Regions from separate parts of the Mus musculus genome. Here all the other regions are linked to region 6. The links are chromatin contacts, called in public Hi-C and promoter capture Hi-C maps. All regions are on one chromosome and are shown on one strand. The core of a region is the stretch at or near the end of the contact, and the rest is flanking DNA. Distances in the headings are between cores, read along the strand shown.

Region 1 (2,700 bases), core at 21-2,520, 2.6 Mb after region 6:
TGTCTCTTCTGAAAGCTGTGTTCACTAACCATCTCCTACCATTTTACAGATAAAATAGCTGCTAATGCCCCAGGTGGCAGTGACCTACACCTTTAAGCCCAGTACTGGGGAGACAGAAGCAGGTGGATCCACAGATGAGTTCCATTACAGCTGGAGCTACACAAAGAAATCCTATCTTGCAAAACCAAGTACCAAACCAAATCAAAAAGGCTCAGCTCCTTCACACCCCGTTTTTAGACACCCCCCCCTTCACCTTCCCAGGCTGAGATAAAGAACACTGTAACAAGCTAAGTACAGTAGCATAGGCCTGTAATCCTAGCACTCAGAGATAGACGCTAATACATCACGACTGTGGCAGCAAGTTCATGACCAATCTGGGCTACATGGTGAAACCCTGTCTCAAAAGGAGGAGGTAGACAACTGTGAAATGGCTAGCCTGGCTACTGGAGTTCCTCGGAGTTGTCCTCGAACCTGGACACAAGCTCCAGCATTCCCATGACCATACCTAGACACGTGTGGGACACATAATAACAAAAACAACAATAATGTGTAATCCCAACAGTGCGCAATGAATGTGTGTGGAGATTGACTCGTACGTGTTAAGGGAACATCTGCTTGTCTGTCACAAGGACATTTCTGAAAGGTAATCTCATTTATCATGAGACCCGCCAACCTAGGTCTGAATCCCAGCGAGGCTCTCTCAGGACTGGTGACCTTGAACAGGTCACTTCACCCCAGTAGGCGTATTCAGTCGACACGTATGTAACATAATGTGGTGTCGGGAACCATTCTAGGCATTCGCTGGTCCTGGACCGTAATCTGAAAGCCTCATCTCCAGGGAGGTCCAAGCGCTGCCCAGCGTAAAGGTTCAAGTGACCCTGCCTGTGTCAAGTCGCGCAGGAAGAAAAAGCAGCAGCTTAGTCCTCCGCGGAAGGACAGACAAATGGTTCCGGGCAACGCATGTGCAGGCCCCCAGAAGCCTCTCCGTGCTGACTGGGTCTTCCACCGCCAGGCCAGGCGATGCACAGCAGAAATCCGCTGCAGAGTGGAGGGAGGAGGGCGGGAGCACAGGACCTTATAGTAAGTGTCCAGCGCGCTTCCGGGGAGGCTTCAGTGAAGCCCCGGGTGAAGAGCAAGAGTTCCCGCGGTTCCTTCTCACCCCACTGTGGCCCTGGAGCCTGTGCCCAAATCGGGCTTCCAACCCCAAGGCCAGGAAAGGGCCGAGTACTCACCGAGTGACGCCATCTTGAAGTCCTGGTGTCCGCAGAACTCCAGCCGCGCGCAAAGGCTGCTGGGAAGGGCGCACGCACCCCTGCCGGAGCGGGAAGCAGAGGCTCATGGGAAGTAGATCACCACTTAGGTAGAGCATTTTGAGACCTATCCCAGGCGGAAGCAAAGGACAAAAGAGAAAAGGGACCTTTTGACTTTTTGCCTTCTACTTTTGGATCTCTCATGAGGAATGAGAGGCTTAGGGGTGTGGCTCAGTCCCGGAGTGCTTAAGGCTCTGGTTCCATTCCCAATGCTGAAAAGAAAGAAAAGCAGAGAAGCCTTGAATAGGAACATTTGTTTTAACCCTCCCCAGTCCCTTTTACTTGCTATTCACTGCTCTGACCCCCAAATCCCTCTGAAGTTCCACTCCACATGCTTAAGTGGTTTCCATGATGATTGCAAACACGCCTCCACAGCTGACACCTGCTTAAATGGGTATTTTCTAAAGCTCGTAAAGGTAGTTTTTTTGACCCAAAATCAGAAGTATTAGATTTAAGCCATGTTAGCGCCAAAGTCAGACTACTATATAGCTACAGGCATTATCTTGCCATTAATTCCCAAATTTGGGCCTGAAATACAGCAAGACTGTATGCAATAACAGAGTTAGTCTAGCCTGGAAATCAGTATATGTTTTGGGTTGGCCTGAAACTTTTAGCAGTGACAACTCATGTATGGGAATTATATGTGTGCACTGCCTGTATAAACTGACATAACCACTCCATGGTATAATTAAGGTGAAGGTTTTTAAAATTATTTTTATGTACATGGGTGTTTTGCCTACATATATGTCTGTGTACCACATGCATGCAGGGCCCACTGAAGTCAAAAGAGGTCATTGGATCCCCTGGAGCTGAAGTTAGAAAGACAGTAGTGAATTCCTATGTGATTTGTGGTAATGAAACCTGGGTCCTCTGAAAGAGCAGATAGTGCTCTTAACAGATGAGCCATCTCTCCAGCCCCCATAAGGAAAGGGGATTTTTTTTTAAAGATTTATTTATTTATTATACGTAAGTACACTGTAGCTGTCTTCAGATGCGCCAGAAGAGGGCGTCAGATCTCATTACATGTGGTTGTGAGCCACCATGTGGTTGCTGGGATTTGAACTCAGGACTTTTGGAAGAGTAGTCGGTGCTCTTAACCACTGAGTCATCTCTCCAGCCCCCAGGAGAGGGGATGTTTATTGTAAATATGAGTGAGAGGGAACAGCCAGAGGCATCTGGAAGAGCAGAGAGAAGTAGACTTAACATGGGCATCTGACTGGACATGGTCAGAGCAATCTAAGAGTGAGAGCATGGGGTAGGGTGGGAGTGAGAATAGCAGGCTTATAAGAATGATTCGCTGGAGGGGTGGGGGGAGTCCAGGAGCTAAAGGGAGAAGCATAGAGAAGATGAAAAGAGCCAGAATGCTATAACATGGCCTTTGCTGTGTGTA
Region 2 (2,700 bases), core at 10-2,509, 2.8 Mb before region 6:
GCTTTCCTTAAGAGACCTAGGCCAGCGTCTCACGCTTTCCCCAAACCCCCTAAGCTAGGACAACAGTGATTCAGAGCACCACGTGGACTGCATAAAGCAGACAGAGGGAACTGCCCAGGAGGCAGTATTAAGACTTTTCCTTGGTACCTCTGCCTACCGTCTCTCTGGTTACTCCTAATCAAGACAGACAGGCCTGCAAAGGGAACTGTTGTCAAGACTCAAGAAGCAGACATAAACATAGAGCCATCAGGACAGGGTCAAACTGAGGAAATGGCTATGTCATAAAAATCAATCCCTCCCCGAGTGTTGAGTAAAATGCTAACACGCTGGGAAAAGCATCACTCGAGCCAGCCAGGACACCCTCAGTCCAGAATGGCCCTGGAAAATGCTCACTGCGCATAGTTTGGGTACGTATGGAGTTGTGCCTATCAGGCACCCCATATCCCTATGGACAAATGACAGCAGAAAAAAAGATGCTCTCAACTCCCATTACCTCGTCCTGCCCGAGGAGGACTCTCGTGGTGAGCACTGGCTTGCTGATGTCATTGGCCACATTGCTGGGCTCCAAGGACACTAGCGTACCCATCTTCCCGAACTGGGTCACCACAACTAGGATGTGGCTGCTGAAGGCCGTGCAGACCACCTGGGTGGGCACACCGCACACCACTTCTGTCTTCTGTTTAGATACTACCAGTGGTTTGTCTTCCATGGTCCCGTTCTTCAGCGGAGGCTTTAGTTTTAAAAGAAAAGAAAACAAGGGATGGAGCAATCAGAATCGGACACAACCTGGAGCTCGACAGCAGAAATGACAAGCGGCCCATTCCAAGCTGCACGTGGTGGCACATGTCTGCCATCCCAGGACAGGGGACGCTGAGGCTGGAGAAGTCCCAGTTCGAGGCCAGCCTGAGCTACATGGGGGAGACCCTGTTATCAATACCACGCCCCAACCCAAAAGCGAGTGCGCGCATGCTCGTGCGGGCTTTTGTGAGCGTCTTTGTCCCGCCGCACTGCTTGCGATGACCGCCATCCCCGCGACTAGCTGTCCCACTTCCAGATTATCAGGGATGAGGAAAACGGCCGAGCTCACCGGGGAGCCCCGACGGCGCAGGACTGGGGATGGCTGGATCACTACTGACAGCAGTTGGGACCGAAACCCTCGGCAACCAGCGCTCACCCCACCAGCAGCGCCAGAAAGCGGTTTCAGGGAGCAACTAAGCCAGCAATGGTTTAGCAGAAGTCCCGGCGAGAACTTCCGGTTCCTGTCCGTTGGGCCTAAGGTCCGTAGGCCACGGCAGTCCCAGGGCCTAAGGTTCCGTGCTGCAAAGGAGCCGTCCAGGCTTCGTGTTAAAGGGACAGTGTGCCTCTCCGAGCTCCAGGATCTCGGTGGCGGTGCTTGACCACCTGTGTAGGGAGCTTTGTGTCCTAGCTGTGGACACAAAATAATATTTGTTTTAATATTATTAATATTTTAATATTTGTTTTCACTTGGTGTGTACCTGGCTTTGGCTAAGGCACACTTAATATACAGTAACTTGTTTCGTCTGTTTGTCTGTCAGTTTTGCCTCTTTTAGTCACGGTATCTCCGTGTAGCCCTAGTTGTCCTGGAACTCACTATGTCGACCAGGCTGGCCTCAAACTCACATATCCTCCCGAGTTCTAGGATTATTTCCTCCTCCTCCTCCTCCTCCTCCTCCTCCTCCTCCTCCTCCTCCTCCTCCTCCTCCTCCTCCTCCTCCTTCTTTTCCTCTTCTCCTCCTCCCCCTCCTCTTCTGTTTTTTGAGACAGGGTCACAAGTACCCTAGGTTGATCAAGGAAAATATTGAACTCCTGATTCTCCTTCCAAGTGCAGGGATGACAGGAACACACCCCACACATGGTTTGCTGGTGTGGGGATAACATCCAGGAGTTTATGTATGCTACGCAAGCATTCACAAACTGAGCCAAATCCCAACCATCATTTTTTTCTCCTTCCCTCTTTCTTTCATTTTTTTCCTTTTTTCTTGTGGGTATCGAGGAGCAAGTCTCATTTACACTAATTATTGTTCATCTTGCAGAATACTTAAAAGAATTAAACAGTATTTGTTTGTTTGTTTATTTATTTGCATGAGTATTTTTGCCTTCCTGTATATGGTGTCATGTGCATGCAGTACCCACAGAGGCCAGAAGAGGGTGTTGTGTTTCCTAGATTTGGAGTTACAGACAGTTATGTGCTGCCATGTAGGTGATGGGAACTGAACCTGGTCCTCAGCAAGAGCAACAAGTGGTGCTCTTAATGGTGACCTGTTAAATCAAAGCACTTTTTTCTTAAAATTATAGACTGTAAATTGAGCATATCCCCCTTCCCTCTATCTTCCCTTTTCTCCCCTCCTTCCTGTTTGTTTTCTTAAATGTACACCACACACACACACACACACACACACACACACACACACACACACACGGTTCAGTGTGACTATGTAAAATCTAGGCCCCACCAGTCAGAGAAAACATATGGTGTCTGTCTTTCTGAGACTGGCATAATTTGCTTAACACGATTATCTTCGGTTTCATCTACTTTCAAGAATAACATAAACTCACTCTTTTGTGTGTGGGTTCCTGTGTGTGTGTGTGTGTGTGTGTGTGTGTGTATACATATGTATGAAGGTCAGAGGTCAGTTTCCTCAGGCCCCTTCTACCCTTCTTCTTTCTTTTGTTCTTTTC
Region 3 (2,700 bases), core at 49-2,548, 2.8 Mb before region 6:
TCTCACTGTGGGTGTGGGCTTTAAGACCCTCATCCTTACTGCTTGGAAGTCAGTCTTCCTAGCAGCCTTCAGATGAAGATGTAGAACTCTCAGCTCTGCCTGCACCATGACTGCCTGGATGCTACCATGATCCTTGATGATAATGGACTAAACCTCTGAACCTATAAGGCAGCCCTAACTAAATGTTGTCCTTATAAGAGTTACCTTGGTCGTGGTGACTATTCACAGCAGTAAAAACCTAACTAAGACACTATCCATTGCTTACAGGGAGAGGGAGAGGGGGGAGGGGGAGGGGAGGGGGAGGGGGAGAGGGAGAGGGAGGGAGGAGAGGGAGGGAGGAGAGGGAGAAGGGGGGAGGGGGAGGGGGAGGGGGAGGGGCAGGCTTAGGTGAAGGCACTTAGGGTGAAGGCAGAAGGATTAAGAGCTTCAAGACAGTGCCAGTGAGGTGGCTCAGTGGGTAAAGGTACCAAGTCTGAGTTCAATTTTCGGAACCCAAAAGTGGAAAGAAAAAACAGATTCCCTAAAGTTGCCCTCTGACTTCCACACATTCGTGGTAGTGTGTGCACACCAATCCACATACATATGAACACACATATAAATAAGTAAAAAAAAAAAATAAAGTTTTATAAGTGTTCCAGGCCACTCTGAGCTGCACAGTGAGACCTTACCTCTGTCTCAGATATAAATCAAAAGGTCATGGTATGGGTCAGAAGAGGATGCTACATACATATCTCTTTCTCCTTTGTAGGGTGCATCTGCCTTGCTGATTATGTGGTGTAACTGAGCCACTTCGCCACCTTGACGTGGGCTTGGTGTTAGGTCCAGAACATGGTCACTAGCCAGTTGGCCTCTATTCTCTCTGCCAAGACCCGGGGAGGCTCCAGCAGCCTCAGGATCACAGTGAGTAGCATAGACGACAGTGGGTGACATAGAGACATAATGCCCAGGCTGAAAGTTCAAGGAAACGTGGGGTCCATACCCAGTGTGCGTCACGCTCGCCTGACACCCCCTACCTTGGGAAAGGAGCACAGACCCCGCCCCGGGTGTGTTGGGGATGGACAGGGCCAGGAGCTCAGCAATGAGACAACTGCACGTGGAAGCATGTAGGAGGACCCAGGGACTGGGGCAGCGAGGGGCGTGGCCATCAGGGGCGTGGTGCCGACGCGCGGCCAGAGAGGGCGTGGTTTTGGTGAGCGAAGAAGCGTGAGCAACAGGGGCGTGATCACTAGGGGCGTGGCCATCGCGGGGGCGGGGCGGTGACGCGCTTCGACGCGCGATCCCGGAAGCGGTGTCAGTACTGGGGAGCCGGCGGCGGGCGGCGGGTGGCAGGGACTTGTTGTTCTTCGCCGAGTCGGAACGAGAAGTCCGAAGCGCGCAGGCGGAGACGGCGACTAAGGGGAGCGCGAGAGCAGAAGCGCTTGTGAAGAGTGCGTGTCCGCAAGGAGCCGCCGCGCCCGGCCCCGCGCGCGACCCGGGTGAGTGAGGGGCTTCGGGAACTGGGTAGGGGAACCCAGAGTTCGTGCACCTGCGGGAGGAGCACCCCGAAGGCCGCGGGACCCAGCCTGGGCCTCGAGCACGTGCCACGCGGGACCTAGCTCAAGGCCCACACGGGACCCACCACGTGCGGGAGAGTGGCACCCGGGAGCCGTGCGCACCTGGCCATTTCCGTCGGCGTAGAATTCGCCCCCACCTCGCCCCCGGCCGGGACCCCGAAAGGGCCTGAGTAACTGGTGTCACTTTCTAATCAGCTGACCGGCCAGCGGTGCCGGATGTGGAAGCTGTGGGTGGGGAGCGAGGCAGGTGACCGTCTTGGCCAGCCTATCGCTTCCGTCACTTTCTTCAGGTGTGGTCTGGGGCCAAGGTCCCATCCAACTCTGAAGTGCGAGGTTCCCTAGTAGGGTGAGCGGATAGGCGTGTTAAGAGTGTGCATGTTTACGAGCGTGCGGCGAGAAATCAGAAGCAAAAACTCTAGCAAATTACAGGTGAAGAAAGCCTCGTGGGTCCTAGGTGCCTAGATTAGATCTCTTTGGGGGAGATAGACTCCTCTTCTGGTATCCTTGAGATAACAGCCACTCCAGCCTCCTAGAACTTGCCCCGTAAGAACGCAGTCGGTATTTGGGAGGTGAGGCTGCTTGGTGCTCTTGTTTCTCTAGGGAAGTTAGTCTGAGCCTCGCTTTTCACACAGCTCTCATTGCTAACACAGATGCACTTTAACAGTTCGCCTTCCAATTGATGGACAGGCACTCAGTACACTCAGTCCTCAAAAGCTAGCTTGTGTCTCAGCTGGTAGGTAGTTCACCCCTTCCACTCCTGTGGAGTCACTAAAATTAGCCCTGGGACCCCAGAGGTTGGCACTGCTGAGGTCATACTGTGGCAGCAACATTTCAGAAGGTATCTGGTGGAGTGCACGTGGGTACTTTGATGCTTTGAGCTGGTGTTTTAGGGCCAGGTAACTTCTTTCAAAGGTGTTGGTCTAAAGCCATTATGTTATGGTGGCACATGCTTGTACTCCTAGCACATGGGAGTCTGAGGCAGGAAGATCTTGAGTTTAAGGTTAGCCTGGATTGCTTAGCTAGTTCAAGACCAGCCTTAGTTACATAGCGAGACACTGTCACACAAAACCAAACTGAAACAGTAGGTGTGAATTTAAGCATGTGGATGGAGTCAAGAAAGCTGTATAGGCAGGACCTACCTGCAGCC
Region 4 (2,700 bases), core at 77-2,576, 2.5 Mb after region 6:
ACACTCACACACACACTCACACACACACTCACACTCACACACACACACACTCACACACACACACACACACACACACACACACACACACACACAGACCGATAATAATTCTAAAGACCATAACGCAACTGTTTTCAAGGTGGGGCAAACACTTAGGGTAAGGAATCCGAGCACTGCTAAGCAATGCTCATGGATATTTGACTCGAAATAGACTATTCCCTTATTTCTGTTAGGGCAGTGTTTACTGTCCACTGGGTCAAATATATAGACCACCACAAGACAAGGACTGGGGTGCCTACCTCTAGTGGAACCTGGGTACTTAACTGGTTGCTTCATAATTTCTACCAGAGCAGGGGCAACAGTCTGACTGGATGTAGCATTCAGGGCAGTTCTTATAAATTGCATCTACATAGAATACACTCTTTCCATGTCACCATTGCGCCTTCTTGTGGTGTCATTGTGGGTGCAGGAACAAGTGGTCCTGATCTAGGAACAGTCAAGGGGACTCTTAGGTAGACTTGAGACTTTCTACTGAGGGTCCAGGACAGGGACAGTCCGCCAGGCAGAAAATAGTCACCAGTTCTGACCCACCCTCTATGAAGGAACACAAACATAGTTTCAAGGGCTGGCAAGATGGCTCAGCTTAAAAGATTGTATTGTTCTCGCTGAGGACCTGAGTTCAGTTCCCAGCACCCACATGGTGTAACTTACAATTCCAGCTCCAAGAGGATCTGTTGCTCTCTTGGCCTCCAGGGGCACCTGAATTCACATGCGTATACCGACACAGACATCCATATAATTCTTTTTTTTTTTTTTTTTTTTGGAGACAGGGTTTCTCTGTGTAGCCCTGACTGTCCTGGAACTCACTCTGTAGTCCAGGCTGGCCTCAAACTCAGAAATCCACCTGCCTCTGTCTCCCAAGTGCTGGGATTAAAGGCGTGCGCCTCCACCGCCCAGCCACATAAATATTTTTATTTTATTTTATTTTATTTTGAATTGTTCTTCAGAACCACAAAGCCTGAGAGATCCTAGCTCAGTAATTTGTAACAAAAAGCACTTGAGAAGCTCCCAACGCTGCACACTTGGGCCATGGTTCAGAAATGTGTGTGTGTTAAAACCTCCTTAAAGAAAGGAGTAGGACGCCCATCCAGTTCCACAAGCACGCCCTAGCGCTGACGAGCGGCTGCCTCACCTGAGCAGCAGCCGCTCTTCAGACAGAACACGCCAACAAAGGCTACGTTCTGCGCCTGCGCCTGCGCCAAGCGCCAGCTGAGAGCGGCCGCTCTGCGCAGGCGCTCCGGTCACTTCCGGGATCTGTCAGCCTCTCCCTCTAGGCCTCCCTCCTCCGTCCGCGCCCGCCGGAGCCAGTTCGCGTCGACTGACCAGAGTCCGCGAATCGTCCGCTCCGGACCTCCAGACCTCCCCAACCTCAGGTAAGGAGCCACAGGGCGGAGAGTCTGGCCCGGGTCGCCTCCATTTTTTTTTTTGTATGTTCTATGGCACGCGGGGGCGGCGGGCCCAGGGCTGTTAGGCGCGGGGTCTGGAGCTGAGGGGCCCGGGATCTCAGCCCTTCGTGGTTACCTCTGAGTCCCTGGTGCCCCCCTCACACACAGACCGAGCGTTTCTGAGCACTTTCCAGCTGCCCTCCATCTCGGATGAGAGAAGGAACAACTCGGCTTCCGACACCCCCATAGTACCATTTGCACCCCTACTGTGAGCATTTACCACAATCTGTAAAATTAGTTTAGACGGGCGGATCTCCCCCCCCATCCCCCGGTGGCTTGTCACGAGTATCTGTTCATCTCGTCAACATCTAGGATGTTGCCTAGAGCAGCCTCCGAACCGTCAGTTATTGGGGAACCCTTCCCAGCAAGAGAAAGCCCATCTTTCCAGTAACCTTAAGATTCCCTAGCTCTAGCCCCCGCCCCCGCAAGTCAGACTTGTACTCTCCTCTGCACCCGTATTCATAGGGTCCTTTATGTAGAACCCTCCGAGTTCCCGTTTGACTCTGCCACTTTGTCAGGTGTCTCTGGGAAGGTTGTTTCTTGGTGCCTCAGTTTCCCCAGCTGCAGTAAGAAGATTCTTAGTCTACTTGGTTTTATGGGTTTCGCGTGGAGTTCGTGTGCTTGAGTTGCTTACAGCAATTCCTAACCCAGAGAAGCTGTTCAAATGATCTGATAATAAATGATAGCCATTACTGGTGCTTCTGAGACTTTCAAGGCATATCTGCCTTCCTTTACTTTCTGCTCTCTTTCCTCCGGAGAAGGACATGAGGACAAGGATTTATTCATGTTCCTGGCCCCGTTCAGATACTGAACACTGTTGGGAACATGGGAGGCACTTAATAAATTGCAGCTTAGAATCTCTGAGTATAAAGCCATCTGTTGTCATGGTGTGTTTCTCTCCTATCTTCTCCTTGCCCAGTTTCTGAAATGACCTAGGTTGGCATCCTATTTTATCAGTTCCCTTAATCTTTTGGTTTCCTAGTAGGCCTTAGGATTTCAGGTCTCTATAAGTTATCAGTCCCGGGTGTTTACCCCATTAGATCAAGTCACTGGCTGTCTCAGGGGTGGGGGTTGGGGGAAGGCTTCTTCAATTCATATGCTGTTCACAGCTGAGAGGACCCATTGGAAATTGCAGACTCCTTTAGAGGATGGGTGGCAGTGTTTTGAATCTAAATTATCTAGTGTTAGGTCAAAATAA
Region 5 (2,700 bases), core at 143-2,642, 2.5 Mb after region 6:
ACAGTGTACTTACATATAATAATAAATAAATCTTTGGGCTGGAGTGAGGGGGCCTACTGGTGCAAGCAGGGCCTACCAGAGCGAGCAGAGGTCCTAAAAAATTTCAATTCCCAACAACCACATGAAGGCTCACAGCCATCTGTACAACTATAGTGTACTCACATACATTAAATAAATAAATAAATAAACAAACAAATCTTTTTTAAAAAGAGTCAGAAAAGAGAGACAAGTTTACTCAGAGGGTAGGCTCTGAGTTAGGAAGACCTGGCTCTGTGCAGGGTGGGGAGTGGGAGATCAGTCAAACTTACTATCTCAGCTGGGTAGAAAAGAGTCAGAAATTCAGGGTCACCCTCAGCTATAATGTCAACTTCAAGACCAGCCTGGGCTTCATGAGATTGTCTTTAAAAAGTAAGAGTAAGTCGTGATGGGCCATGCCTTTAGGCCCTGCACCAGGGAGACAGAGGCAGGAGAATTTCTATGAGTTCAATGCCAGTCTGGTCTACAACTGTGAGTCCACGCTACTCAGGGCTACCTAGAGATCCCCAGTCTCGACAACAACAACAAGAGGCTCAAGAGGGTCTCAGCAGATAAAGGTGCTTACTGCAGAGCTCGGTGACCTGAGCTTGATTCCTGAACATACTTGGAAGGACTTGTGGTACAAGCTTTTCCCTAATCTGCACTCGAGTGGTGTGGAAGGCACATATATGCACATGCTCCCTCTCACAGAGCTACACCCTCTCACCCTCGCATTCTATTTTTATTAGGCTGTGCTGGGCCTGCTTACTTTGAAGCCCTTTAATAAAAAAACAAAACAAACAAACAACAACAAAAACAAGACATAATAACAGGGAAAAGAGGTATGACGGTATTTTGAGGCTTAGCTCTACTAGGTTGACTCGCTCTCCAGGGTCTCATGTAATGCAGTCTGGTCTTGAGCTTCTGACCCTTCTGCCTCCACTTGCCAGTTAGTGGGATTACAAGTCTGTACTAACACTACCGGCTTATGCGGTGGTGGGGCAAGCACTTTACCAACTGAGCCACACCTCCTGCCCCCTTACCCGACTTTTAAACGTCTGCATTAGAGCTACACCCACAGAGAGACCTGGGACCCTAGGTCGCCCCTTGCTTCCTCTCCCCAGGCCTTTAGATCCTCCGTTTTCGCATCTGAGCTTGGACAAAGTCCCTCAGGTCCAATTTCCACCCGGCTTCCGGGTTTCCTATGAGGGTTGAACAGAAACTCACTCTGAGCGTTCTAAGCGGCGAGCCCCTAGTGAGACGTCCTCAGAGTCGAGGGACCGCGGCTCCAGAGACAGCGTTCCTGCCCTCAGCACAGACTACGGAGATCCCGCGCAGGCGCACTTGCGTCGCCGCCTCTTGTGTAAGATACAGAACCGAAAGAAACAGGCGATCGGTCGGCGGCTAGTCAGGCCTGAAGGAGTGGCCGGACTCTGAGCTCCGTTGGCTGAGTCTGGATGGGAAAAAAGGGCCGGCGCGGGCTCCAGCGCTCCCGGCATCCCTCGCGGGGCGGCGGCTGCGGCGGCGGCGGTGGCGGCAAGCGAGAAGGGGACGGGGAGAGGTAGCGTGAGTTGCGGAGAGCGGCTGAGAGACCTGAGGGGGAGCTGGGCCCGAGGCCGCCGCCGCCGCCATGCAGGAAATAATCGCCAGCGTAGATCACATCAAGTTCGACTTGGAGATCGCCGTGGAGCAGCAGCTCGGGGCGCAGCCGCTGCCCTTCCCCGGCATGGATAGTGAGTGCGGGGCCCGGCGGGTGGGTGGGCGAGTCTGATTCTGACCAGAGGTTACCCCAGCCCTGGGCCCTGGAACCCGGGACCCTCGCCTAGTTCCTCCGCTTCCGTCCTGGGACTTCCCGGTGTCACTTGAACTCGGGGAGACCTTTCCTTGGATCCTTGATCCCCGGGGACTGCTCCGTGGCAATCCTCGGGACAGCAGGACTGTGTCGGTTGTTCGCGTAATTCTCCAGTGAACGCGTGTCATCCTGAAGTGGAACTGCCTTCTCCCATCCTGCTCCAACTTCAGCAAAGTCTTAGAATGTCCCCCATTTCCACCTCTTAGCGTGCTCCTCTCTACTTTCATCAGAACTAGGCGGTAGAAGAGTCTGAGTGTATCTGACTGTCGAAGACTCCAAGTAGACCCTCATATTCCAGGCTTGCTTTAGTCTAGCTCCTGGGAAATCCTTCCCTGTCCTGGAATTGTCCGTTTTCCTCACTACCCCACCTCCGGGTCACCTGTCCCAACTCAGGCCCCCAGCGAACCTTTAGACCGAGCTATATTTACTGTCCCTCTTCATGTGATGAGATGGTTTTCCTGTTCTGGTGGGATATATCTTCCGTTTGGGGGAGCTGCTTCAATTCAGACAGAACTGTCCTCTTTGGCCAGGTCGTCCTTGCACATATGTCTACTCTTTGTTGTTGTTGTTTTTCGAGACAGAGTTTCTCTGTATAGCCCTGGCTGTCCTGAAACTCACTCTATAGATCAGGCTAGCCTTTTAAGCACTAGGTTTTTACTCAATTTGATGGCACTGCCTTGAGACCATGGAACATTTGTGTGGGGCAATAGATCCACAAACCTGTGGAGGCAAGTGTGCACTTGAAGTAAAGATTTGGGTTTCTTTAAAAAACACAGAAATAGCCGGGCAGTGGTGGCGCACGCCTTTAATCATGGCTCTTAGGAGGCAGAGGC
Region 6 (2,700 bases), core at 148-2,647:
ATATACCAGACCTGTGCAAGCTAAGCCAGGCAAGATGTATGTATAAGAGAGATGGGCATGAAGCCTCACACCTAGCTAAGCTGTTGTTAACTGGTAGCTGCTGGGAACGGGGAATCAATTTCCTTCAAGGGTATGTATGATCTCCGATAGGTCTTCCAGTGGAAGACCATATCCAAAACTATATAGGCAACACAAAATGGAATTGGTGGGTTTAAAAAAGAAAGACTGAAAAAAAAAAAGACATAAAGTTGGGTGGGTAGGGAAGAAGAGTGGATCTGGGTGGTGGTGAGGTTGAATATGATCAAAATGCTTTGCATGAAATTCTTAAAGAATTCATTAAAAAAAAAAAAAAGAAAAGCTGGGAATCGTAGCACATTTAATTCCAGCACCAGAGGGCAGAGGACGGAGGGCAGATGGCCGAGGGCAGTATATTTCTATGCATTGAAGATTAAGATGGTGAGTTCCAGAAGAGCCAAGGTCTCCAAAGGCTAAAGCAAACCATTTTAAAGGCTACTTTAAACAAGCGTGGTGGTGCAGCTCCATAATCTTTTAAGAGGTAAAGGCAGGAAGACCGGGAATTCAAGGTCAACCTCAGCTACAGAGTCCAAAGCTAGCCTAAGATAGATGAGCCCCGATCCAAAGACAACAAACAAAACAAAAACACGAAACAGGAAGGGTGGGAAAGTGTGCGCCATCTTTTCCTCAACAACTTTGCCATCTTTGCCCCTCTGGCTGTACTAACAAAGTTCGACTTTGCTCCCCGCTTAACTGTCCTCAAGGACAGCACACTGCTCTTGGGAACTACCAGCCTCTTGCCTAGAGGTTCAGTTCTAACAGCACAGAACAAGTCTCTCTCTTCTCCAGGACCTTCGCCACCAGAACATTTCTATCTCCTTGAAGGGAAGAAGAGAAAGGAAAGAAGGGAAGCAGCGGGAAGGAGAGAAAGGTGCTTCCCATAGACTGTTGCACGGACCAATACATTTAAAGTAGAATCCTGTCCCAAGGACCGTGACCGCACGCGCCTTTCCAGTCTCAGACCCAACATTTGGCAAATCGTTTGCAGTTCTGCGCCTCGCTTTTCAAATCTGCAAAACGGACGTGCGACATTCTCTTCGAGCAACGCGGTGCGCCAAAGTTCCTAGAACAATGATCAACGACTCAGGACCAACGAGGTAACTCGCCGTTCTCAGACAGCAAGCCCCCGCCCACTCTCCGCCACGCGCAGGCGCACCCACCAGCGCACCTTTATGCATGCGCAGTCGACCGGAAACACCCGCGGATGCCTGCGGCGAAGAGGCGGGGCCTACGCAGCGGGCCTGCGCGGAACGCCGCCGTGCGACGCGAGGGTGGGCGGGACCGCGCAAGCGCGCAGCCCGTCCCGGCTCTGGAGCATAAACAAGAGTGGGGACGGGATGAGGCGGCAGTTGGTCCCCGCGCAGCGAGAGGCGGCGAGCGGGGCGACCTGCCGGACCGGACGTCGATCCTGAGTGTAGCGTGCTCCCGCGGGCCGCCCGAGTCGAGCTGCGCGCGCTCCCGCCAAGGGGGGTCCGAGGCCGTCGCGCGCTCGCAGCCATGAACCTGGCGAGCCAGAGCGGAGAGGCCGGCGCCGGCCAGCTGCTGTTCGCCAACTTCAACCAGGATAACACGTAAGGCCGGGCGCGGACGCGGGGCCGGGGCAGAGACCAGGGCTGGTCAGGTTGAGGGGTATGGGCGGGGGGCGTGCTGAGCCCGCGCGGCCGCTCGAGCGCTGCTGCCTCCTGGGCCGGGGGAGGTGATGGAACTCGGGGTGCCCCCATCCACCTGTCCTGAGACCTGGCCTTTCGCAAAGTTAGGAAGGAACTGTGCACGCCGGTTTGCGCCTGTCACCCGGACTCGGTTTTGCGGCCATCCTGGGCATCGCCCGCCTCCCCCTTTCTATACATCTGTATCCTCACTGCTTCTGTCGCTTTTCATGGCTTTTCTTTTTCTGTTTGCTTATTTCTTCTCTGCCGACCTTTCTGGCAAGTAACTTTGGTCTCCTCCAAAAAAGGACCAAACGGCAGTAGTAATCCAGGCCTTCGATCTGAGACTTTATCCTCAAGGGGTCTGGGAGCTTCAAAAGGGGGTGAGGTGGGCTATTCCTGGGGTAAAAAAGAACCTTCGTACCGGTCCACTGTTTTACCGGACTGAACTCCTGTAGTTCCCCATCTGGTTCTTCAAGGCTGCCTCGTTGGCATACCTGGAAGGTAGGTAATAGATGAGGTTTCTGATGAAGGATGGATGAGTTATGGGACTGGAAGGGAGAAGAGCCATCTTGGGAAGTGAGTAAGAGGAAGTGATGTAAGAGGAGGAGGAATGGGTCACTTGGCATCACACTAAGTAGTTGGTCGCTACTGGCACAATAGCATTAGCAAGGCAGGGACTGAGGCTTTTGTTTTTCCTCACTTAAAAGTTAGATTGGAGAATGGCAAGTACCTGTGTGGAGGGAGGTGCAACAGGTGCTCAGTTGGACCTTTAGACGAGCTCAAGAAGGAGGTGCTGTCCTGAAATTGGGACCAGCCACAAATGAGACTGTGAAGTTCAGAAAGGGCTAGAGTCTGTCAGGATCTTAAAGTTGGCTAATAGTGGGATGGGGCAGGCTTGGGTTCTCATCCCCTGAGGTTGCTCTCCTGGTGTTCTTTCCGTTGTAACACACTGGGTCTTTTCTACATTAGAACAGAA
Region 7 (2,700 bases), core at 179-2,678, 2.6 Mb after region 6:
CTCATATACATAAAATAAATAAATCCTCAAAAAATTTTTTTTTGATCAGGGTGTATGTAGCCCCGGATAGTGTAGAACTCACTATGTAGACTAGTCTGGGAACTCACAGAGATCCACCTGTCAGGTATAGACCACCACATAGGCTACCACACCTGTTGTGGGCAGTTTTTTTTTCCCTTAAGATTTATTTTTATTTTGTGTGTGTATGTGTGTGCATATGTGTGCACTGTGCCAAATGTGTGACAGGAGCCCAAGAGAGACCATCCAACCCTCTGGATTTGGAGTTACACTGGTTGTGAGCCACCGTGGGAACTAGGAACTGAGCTCCGGTCCTTTGCAAGAACAGTTAGGGCTTTTACTTGGTAAGCCATTTCTCCAAGCCAAATAATTTTTTATATGTGTATCCTTTGCCTGCATGCATATATGTTCACCTGGGGTGGTCAGCGTCTCCCATGGTCAGAGGGCATTAGATCCACCTCTAGAACCTAGTGACAGGGTTGTTAGCCACAGTTTGAGTTCTGGGAACTTAGCGAACCTTTGTACTCTGGAAGTGCAACAGTGCTCTTCAACACTGAGCCACGTCTTCAGCCCTTGGGCAGTATTTTAAAATATTTGATTTATGTAGCAGTTGTTCCTAATACTAGATAATTATAAGATTGTAAATTACAAGATTCTGAGCTTCACTAATTTCCAGGGGAACAAAATTATGGGAGTCTTGGCTTTGCATCTACTATTGCAAAAATAGTTGAGATAATCAAGCTTGAGGAGAGATTTTTGTGTCACAGTTTCAAACAGTTCTCAGTTAAACTTGCTCCCTTTGTGTCTACAGTGAAGCTGCACACAGCGAAGAACTCCTGTTGGAAGAAGTTGCTCACCTCATGGTAGGCAAAGAATCAAACATGAAGGAAAGGGTGGGACTCAAAGTAGGGCCTGACAGGAAAATCTTGGTGACCTTGGGCGAATCCTCTTGGGGAAAACGTTTGTCCCTTCCAGGCAGGGCAACACCTAGTATGTCCCTTTCTGTGGGCAATTTGGGGTCAGGCACTTCCTAGGAGAAATAAAGCCGGACCAAACCAGTATTAGACACGAGGGTGGTATTTCATCTTCTGCTTAGGAATCCTCCTGCACGCTCTTGCGGCCCGGGAGGAGTCGGGAGTTCTTTCCCAACCTCTGTCGCCCTCCTGGTGTAAGATGCGCCCTAATCAGCAGGGAGGGCTGTGCGACCTCGAGAAAGCGAAGCACAACAGCAACTAAGGCCTTATCTAGCGATGCTGCGGACCCCACCCACGAGACCGCATCCCGTGTCCGTCAGCTGACAGCTCGACCCGGGACACCCTCACCCCTGCTCTTCATCCGGGAACCTCACCCGGGACCGCCCTCCCGTGGACTTCCGTCGCCGGAAGTGACGTAAGGCGTCAGCCTTCTGGCAGTCGAGAGAGTGGCCCCGGACAGGCTGGTGCAGCTGAGCGAGGAGCGCCTCCGTGACGGGACAGTCTCCAGGCCCGCCTCTCCACCTGGGTGAGTCCCGGGGAACCGTTGTCGCGTCGCCGTGGGAGCGACCGCTTGTTTGGCCCGCGGGGCGGACGCGCAGGAGGCGCCGCGTGCGGGCTGACGGCTGTTCCCGGAGCTGGGGCGCGCGGAAGGCCGGGCTCGCGGCCCTGTTTTCCCCTCTTCCCGGGTTCGTCGCGGAGCCCGGGGAGCCGGGGTGGCCCCGTGGTGCGAACCCAGTGGCCGGGCCCGGGTGGCAGCTCGGTCTTGTGGCCCGCTTCGCCCTCTGGGGACCGAACCTTTGCCCAAGAGAGAGGTAGGCGGAGGGTGGCTCTGGGCGAGGCCTGCGGACGGGCCGGGAGCCTGGCGGAGGGCGGTGGACGGTGGACGGTGGACGGAACCCGGGCTCGTCCTTGGATCTGAAGGACACCAGGCTCCTCGCAGCCCTCCCTCGTGCTGCGCGCAGGTGGCTCGACCAGCCTGCCCTAAGGGTCTGTCTCCTAAGTGAGTTGTATCATTATTCATCGGGGCCCATTGAGTAATGCAGAACGGCCTTACCGCTTACCACATGATTCCTAAGGGGCCTGCTTTTGAGAAAAACAATGAGTAATCTTATCTGGCGTGTTTCACTGGGTCTCAGCTTGAGCCTCTAAATTACTTAGGACGCTCCATGGAAAGGTTTACGCAGTTGTACTGTGTTGAAAAAAATTCTTTTAATGGTAGCTATTTTGTTGTTGTTGTTGTTGTTGTTGTTTTGGTTTGGGTTTTTAAAAGACAGCTTTGAGGCTAACCTTGAACTTCTGAACCTCCTGTCTAAATCTTCCGAGAGCTGGGATTACACGCCCAGCGATACACACACACACACACACACACACACACATATATTTTAAACCACAGATTTGGGATTGTTCAGTAGAGTCTGAGTAATATCGAATTCTTACACCTTCCTGTTTGGGTTTTAAGTTTTGAAACCGAATGGTACTCATGTTTGTTTTTTTGTGAAGGGGGAGGTTGTTATGGATTGAAGGTAGGGCCTTGTGCATACTAGGAAGTACTCTACCCTTAAATTACAGGCATCTCCTGCTTCTGTGTTTTTCTTTTTGTTTATTTTGGTAACTTTTTAGGTTTTAAACCCTTCTTGGGCCCTAATTACCATGCACTTTACTTAATTACATTTAGAGAAACTTAAGTCTGTGGACTGTGACAACTAAA

The links. Promoter capture Hi-C pulls out the DNA fragments that hold promoters and counts their contacts. Hi-C and Micro-C count contacts between places; a contact is called where the count stands out from the background. Capture Hi-C pulls out chosen DNA fragments and counts their contacts.
Region 1: a promoter capture Hi-C map of liver shows a contact between it and region 6, with 3 times the contacts expected there. The contact joins the promoter of Atp5j2 here to the promoter of Wipi2 in region 6. A contact is called at or near these places in 1 of 39 promoter capture datasets (liver) and 1 of 9 other capture datasets (liver).
Region 2: a Hi-C map of B cells shows a contact between it and region 6, with 9 read pairs. The contact joins the promoter of Psmg3 here to the promoter of Wipi2 in region 6. A contact is called at or near these places in 4 of 39 promoter capture datasets (embryonic stem cells, liver and pre-B cells), 1 of 484 Hi-C or Micro-C datasets (B cells) and 1 of 9 other capture datasets (liver).
Region 3: a promoter capture Hi-C map of embryonic stem cells shows a contact between it and region 6, with 4 times the contacts expected there. The contact joins the promoter of Mafk here to the promoter of Wipi2 in region 6. A contact is called at or near these places in 1 of 39 promoter capture datasets (embryonic stem cells) and 2 of 115 datasets of contacts at active chromatin or transcription factors (astrocytes and large pre-B cells).
Region 4: a promoter capture Hi-C map of liver shows a contact between it and region 6, with 3 times the contacts expected there. The contact joins the promoter of Arpc1a here to the promoter of Wipi2 in region 6. A contact is called at or near these places in 1 of 39 promoter capture datasets (liver) and 2 of 484 Hi-C or Micro-C datasets (B cells and CD4 T cells).
Region 5: a contact with region 6 is called in a promoter capture Hi-C map of liver, with 3 times the contacts expected there. The contact joins the promoter of Ptcd1 here to the promoter of Wipi2 in region 6.
Region 7: a contact with region 6 is called in a promoter capture Hi-C map of liver, with 3 times the contacts expected there. The contact joins the promoter of Zfp655 here to the promoter of Wipi2 in region 6. A contact is called at or near these places in 2 of 39 promoter capture datasets (both in liver).

Annotation. Positions count from the first base shown.
Region 1 is chr5:145,190,271-145,192,970 of GRCm38.p6, forward strand. It overlaps Atp5j2 (ATP synthase, H+ transporting, mitochondrial F0 complex, subunit F2), which reads right to left and starts at 1,271. Exons shown (of 4, transcript NM_020582.3): 1 at 1,233-1,271. The coding sequence starts at 1,245.
Region 2 is chr5:139,825,635-139,828,334 of GRCm38.p6, forward strand. It overlaps Psmg3 (proteasome (prosome, macropain) assembly chaperone 3), which reads right to left and starts at 1,260. Exons shown (of 3, transcript NM_025604.4): 1 at 1,088-1,260; 2 at 494-730. The coding sequence starts at 709.
Region 3 is chr5:139,790,238-139,792,937 of GRCm38.p6, forward strand. It overlaps Mafk (v-maf musculoaponeurotic fibrosarcoma oncogene family, protein K (avian)), which reads left to right and starts at 1,299. Exons shown (of 3, transcript NM_010757.2): 1 at 1,299-1,475.
Region 4 is chr5:145,082,543-145,085,242 of GRCm38.p6, forward strand. Arpc1a (actin related protein 2/3 complex, subunit 1A) reads left to right here and starts at 1,327. Exons shown (of 10, transcript NM_019767.2): 1 at 1,327-1,430.
Region 5 is chr5:145,165,712-145,168,411 of GRCm38.p6, forward strand. It overlaps Ptcd1 (pentatricopeptide repeat domain 1), which reads right to left and starts at 1,393. Exons shown (of 9, transcript NM_133735.2): 1 at 1,243-1,393. Cpsf4 (cleavage and polyadenylation specific factor 4) reads left to right here and starts at 1,502. Exons shown (of 8, transcript NM_001291248.1): 1 at 1,502-1,748. The coding sequence starts at 1,646.
Region 6 is chr5:142,628,187-142,630,886 of GRCm38.p6, forward strand. Wipi2 (WD repeat domain, phosphoinositide interacting 2) reads left to right here and starts at 1,398. Exons shown (of 12, transcript NM_178398.4): 1 at 1,398-1,646. The coding sequence starts at 1,573.
Region 7 is chr5:145,230,314-145,233,013 of GRCm38.p6, forward strand. Zfp655 (zinc finger protein 655) reads left to right here and starts at 1,429. Exons shown (of 4, transcript NM_028298.4): 1 at 1,429-1,518. It also overlaps Gm6287.